2 separate regions of the Gossypium hirsutum genome follow, and region 1 is linked to region 2. A link is a contact called in public Hi-C data. All regions are on one chromosome and are shown on one strand. Each heading gives the region's core, a stretch centred on a gene start, on an enhancer-like site or on the middle of the called end of the contact. The rest is flanking DNA. Distances are from core to core; before and after follow the strand shown.

Region 1 (2,700 bases), core at 145-2,644, 87 kb after region 2:
TAAAATTTTAAAAAAGTATTATAAAACATTTTAAATATACATTACAAATTTTTTAAAGTTAATAATAAAAAATAAACAAAATAAACAAAATGAAATAAGAAAAAAAATAAAAAAAGTAAAAAAATAAAAAGAATTTATTAAGGAACAAAATAAAAAAGTAAAAATAAAAGAATATGAAAATAAAAGAAAAAAACAAAAGAAATATGAAAATAAAAGAAAAAGAAAACATGTCAGGCGAAAAGGTGGTGGCGCCATTTAGAATGGCTCCATCCGAAAATGGTAAATTTATTTTTAAGTCTTCCGTTTTTTCAAAACTTTAAGTATTTTTCTGATATTTTATACTGGTGGCGCCATGTTGATTTCCCTGGTATTTTATATTGGTGGCGCCATTTAACATGGCTCCACCAAAAAATAATTTTTTAACACCCCTTGTTGACGTGGCACTGTGGTGGCGCCATATCATATGGCTCCACCACTTTTTACTGTAGAAAATGGGTTATTTTTATATTTAATTAAAAAGGTAAGTTATTTTAATAATTAATTTATTTTTTGGATTAGTTTAATAAAAAAGCCATGCTTTCAGCCTCCAACCGTAAGGATAATTTCAAATTATGCGGATTGTTTTGTCGGAAAGTTGGATGAGATGTAATGTATTTTACTGTATGGTACAATCAAAAGTTTTGTCCATTTACAATCATGTTTTACCTTTTAACTGTGTACGTAGTTTTGGCTTAAAGTTGCATGAAAAAACAACAACAAAGAAATCCTTTCTTTTGTTTGTTTTTGTCCCTTTTCGTAGGAAACAGAGAAGGTACATGTATGTATACCAAATAGGGCAAACAAAATTGGAATCCAAATTGCAGCTGAGACAGGACCCGATGTTTCAGATCGTCAATACAAACTTCTGTTGTATTAAGCACAAAATGTTTATTCATGATTCACAACAGCTGTTAAATGTTTATTAAGCACAAAATGTTTATTCATGATTTCTTCTCATATTTTGGTGTCAATATCAATCATGGTCTTTGGCGCTGTTTTTGAATTTATGCAACTGATTTCATCTTTAGAAATTTTTTTAGGGGCTGAAATTATAATTAAATTAGTAAAAATATAATTTCATCATTTTAATATTCATATCTTTATAATTATTAAATGATTAAATTAAATTTTTATTATTTTTAATAAGATTAAAATATAATTTTATTTTTACTAAATTTAAATTTTTATAAAATTTAAAAGTATCTAAATGAAAATTTCCATTTTGGGGCCTGCCAGCCCCGGGTACGCCCCTGCTAGCCGACATGAAAGTTTTCATCTAAGGAAGCTGGAAGATTCATGTTCCAAATATAGTTCTCTTTTCCACAAGGAATTTGTTGCCCCTGAACTGACGTTGATGGCCCCAATAAGCTGCACATTATGGATACTGATTCTGTGCTATTCAAAAGTTGGGCTGTATGACAGGCTCAAAACTGCTAAGCAAGTGATATGGATTTTTTTAATTAAGGTTTGATCCCAATACTCTTTTAAAATATAAAATTTAGTCAGGTACTTTTTAATTCTAAAACATTGAGTCCATGTATTTTTTTTATTTAAAAATCTTGTCCCTGAGCTAATTCCCGTCCAATTTTTCTGTTAGTTGTTGACATGGATCTCTAAAAAGGGTAAAATAGCTTTTTTAGCCCATAATATTTTTAATTTTTGTTAATTTGACCCTTATTCTTTATAAGTACATAATAAGTCTACAGAGATTTTTAAAAAGCATTTTTTTTCATTTTTTCCATAGCAATCCTAAAAATTATTAAAAATAAAAACTCTTTAAAATTTTAAAAAATAAAAATAAAGAATTTAATTACTAGAGTCCTTTATTCTTCGGTTTTTGCTTTCAATTTGAAACACAAAATAGGAACAATTTTGCCATTTCTTGTACTAAAAGTAATTAAAATCCAAGCTTAAAAACATAAAGAAACTAAGACACAACTACATTGGTAATGTGCTTAATCGACATATCTTTATTATTTATTTTAATTAATTTTGGATATAAATTCTACTTAATTTGGCACTTGATTGATCATTTTCTATATAAGTACAGTTATTGCTTGATGTGTTGGGAAATGAACGGATAAATGAATTGCATGAAAATTTTGGCACAAGAGCTTAAGTTGATGCACAAAAGGAAGAGCCTAAGATTATTATTATATTTCTATTATTTCCATTAACACTTATTTTTTACTAAATTATCAAATTCAGGTAGGATTAGTTAGGGTTTTAGGTTTTTAGGGTTAGGGTTTATGATTTTAAATTGATTAAAATTTTAACTTAATAATTGTAATAATTGAATTTGATATTTAAAATATTCGTATTTACACCAATCGTATATTATTTTTGATTAAATATCGAAACTTGGAGAATTAAAAAATAATTTTGACGAGATGGGTTCTGAAAAATATCCTGAGAATCCCGTGATATTTGAAACGTTTCTGAAAAAAATGCTCCGGATAGTTTAGGAACCCGGGCCATACAATGCTGTCATTTCCACATCGAAAGGACTATGCAAACTAGAAAACAAATATCAATTCCATTATAATATGTAAACATGTGGTTTTGTGAAATAATAACAAATATCATCATGTTGTGAAATCATAACAAATTACAACATTAATTTTGTGAAATGATAACAAATATCAACTACCATTTTCTTAG
Region 2 (2,720 bases), core at 183-2,682:
ATAAAATATAAAGGCGTGTTTTATAAATTAAAAATTTAAGTACTGAAAAATTAAGTATTGAATTTATATTAGAAATTTATTTGATAAATTAGTAAATATAAGTATAGAATATAATTTTGTTATTTGAAAAAAGTAAATATTAATTTTTGAAAATTATTTATTTTTAATTTTAATTTTATTAATATAATGTTTTATATTGTTTTGAATAGTTTTGGATGAAAGATAAATATGGTAATTTGAATATTTTATTTTTAAAAATATATAATTTATTTCAATTTTTAATAAAATAAAATCGAGTTAATTTTTTACATTAAGTGATAAATAACTAATTACCTCCTTTATCTTATTCAAATTTTTTTATTGTAAATTTTATATTAAATAAAAGTTAAAATGATTAAAAAAATTTTAATGATTTATTAAATACACCTTAAATAAATTTATTAAATTATTTTTTCAAATGGTAAAACGATGGTGCGAAAATCGAATGTGGGTTCCAACAAAACACTTGTCATTTTGAAACGGTCGGTGCGGACTTTTATTTTGTTTGATGAATTTGGTTAGTAAGTACATGAAAGAGTAGTTACCAATGTAATTTTCTTTTCTTTCTTTTTTTATTAAATATGTTTAAGATTTTATTTGCAAATAACATGATAACTTTGTGAAAAACAAATATGAAAGTCAAGAAACACATAAAACATTAGATTTTAAAAAAGAAAAAGAAAAATGTAGGTAATTTGATGAAGAAAGCAACGTCCAAGGAGCCGCTGGCCTTTGGTTGCTATTGCAGTGGCATTTGAGTGTGCGCTTCGCCTCCCATGACACCCAACCTCAAACTACTAACCTATTATATAAAAACAGAAATAACACTTGAAGATGTCCCCAATTCTGATTGTTGTGTGATAATAACAATCAATTTGTAGGGCATTCATAAAAAATTGAAGTTTCATTACCCGTAGTTATTATTGATAAAAAAAAGCAATGGGTTGAGTAGTAAAATTTGATAAGTTGATTCAACCGCGGAGACTATTCAGACTTCAAATCCGAGGTTTATTAATTGGCGTTTGGGCGACAATTCCAGGTCAACTGCTAAACCAGCCAAATGCGTCAAAAAGGGATTGCTTTGCTTAATATTAGTATGTAGGAACTTTCCCCAAGAAGTCAATGGCTTTAATTGTATAAGACCTCTCAACATGTGGGTCATGCCAGAAACAAGAGAAGGGTGAAATTCCCTCAACCTCATCAAATTGAATATTTAAATACAAGGTGTCCCCATAATATTTGTTGGATCATTTGCTGGCAGATTCTTTGAAGGCAGGCAAATTTGTCCTATTTTTGTGTTTAAGCTAAAAAAATGATAAAGCATTGCAGGGCCCAAACTAGGAAATGACAGGTCCATGACCAGGAGGCCCAATGTGTAAGCACTTCAAAAATGAAGTGACTGTTCTGATAATAATTATCAAAGTTGCCTTCTTTCTATTTGGGACTCCGTCTACAACCTTCTTTCTCATACTCAAACCAGGTTTTTGGGTAAACCAAATCATAGCAAGTAAGATGCATAGGCTTCAAAATCGTCCTTTACATGGTGGGTATTCAAAAATAAAATATAAATGCAATAAAAATATTATGAAGGTATTTATACTAAGAGTTGAATTATATTTTGTCTCATTTATTTAAAAAAAATAGATGAATTAATTTTTGTACATTAGATCAAAAAATAAATTACTCATTCTATTAAAAATTTTATCTATTTTTATTGTTAAAAATTAATCTTCGTACATTAGAATAAGGTACACATGTAACTTTCTGGTTATTTTATCAGTCACTAACTTTTAATGGTAGAAATGAATGAAATGTTTAACAAAGAAAAATAAATCAATTTACTTTTTAATCAATCTATGATTTATATTTTTCACCAGATTCGCAGATCATTACGTGATACTTCTTATTTGTTTACATCCTGATTTCAGTTTCCTTTGCTATGGGGTCGTGATTTGATATTTTGAGAAAAGATGTAAGAAGAGTGATGTTTTTGCTCCAAGTCTTGGATAATGAATATACTAATTCACCGCAATTAGCCCAAATCAACAATTCTTCCAAAACCAAGATTTGCTTTAGACGGAGCCCATAAGCAGTTCTTCTCTATTTCTTTTTAGGGTAAACTACATTGGTCACCTAACTATATATATAAGTTTTCATTTTCTAATTTCCACATAATTTTCTTGTTAAGTGAAATGGCGTGTTTTACACCAATAAGAACCATCTCTTCAGCTTCTTTCTCCTTTACCCTCTACTACTCTCTTCAAAGTTAATTGAAAGGTTAAACTAAACCCAGAATCTAACATCCACAAATTTCAAGCCATCGTACCCCCACCACAAGTCGCTCCAAAACTTTGACCCGTAGTAATTTTCACCTAAACTCTTCAAATCCAACCTCTGTTTCAAAGTTATTTTATGCCTAAGTACTCGAAAAGACTAGAAGGAAAACATAAGTTGTGATATAATGATAATTATTGTAAGAGTGCGTGTGCTTGTTTCTAAATTCAAAAAAATCCTGCAGAGAACAATGAAATATTGATAGAAGAACAAGAAAGTCTAAGACAAAAAAAAAATGGAACTTTATAATATTAGTCTAAAATATGATTTGGTGTTTTTTTTTTGTTTTTTTTTCTTCACTATAAATGCATTTTTTTTCTTCGACAACTTCTTTACAAATTTTTCTA

What was found. Hi-C and Micro-C count contacts between places; a contact is called where the count stands out from the background.
Region 1: a contact with region 2 is called in a Hi-C map of leaf, with 4 times the contacts expected there. The contact joins two enhancer-like sites. A contact is called at or near these places in 5 of 34 Hi-C or Micro-C datasets (hypocotyl and leaf).

The regions. Positions count from the first base shown.
Region 1 is chrA07:31,250,032-31,252,731 of Gossypium_hirsutum_v2.1, forward strand. No RefSeq gene overlaps it. Among protein-coding and RNA genes, the nearest start is that of LOC107952939, 8.1 kb to the right of the region's middle. Within about 2 kb of position 1,395, at least 3 of the 9 cell types and tissues checked have an H3K27ac peak or open chromatin away from gene starts, as enhancers often do. A contact at or near this core is called in hypocotyl and leaf, where this site is marked.
Region 2 is chrA07:31,163,084-31,165,803 of Gossypium_hirsutum_v2.1, forward strand. No RefSeq gene overlaps it. Among protein-coding and RNA genes, the nearest start is that of LOC107952940, 37 kb to the right of the region's middle. Within about 2 kb of position 1,433, at least 7 of the 9 cell types and tissues checked have an H3K27ac peak or open chromatin away from gene starts, as enhancers often do. A contact at or near this core is called in hypocotyl and leaf, where this site is marked.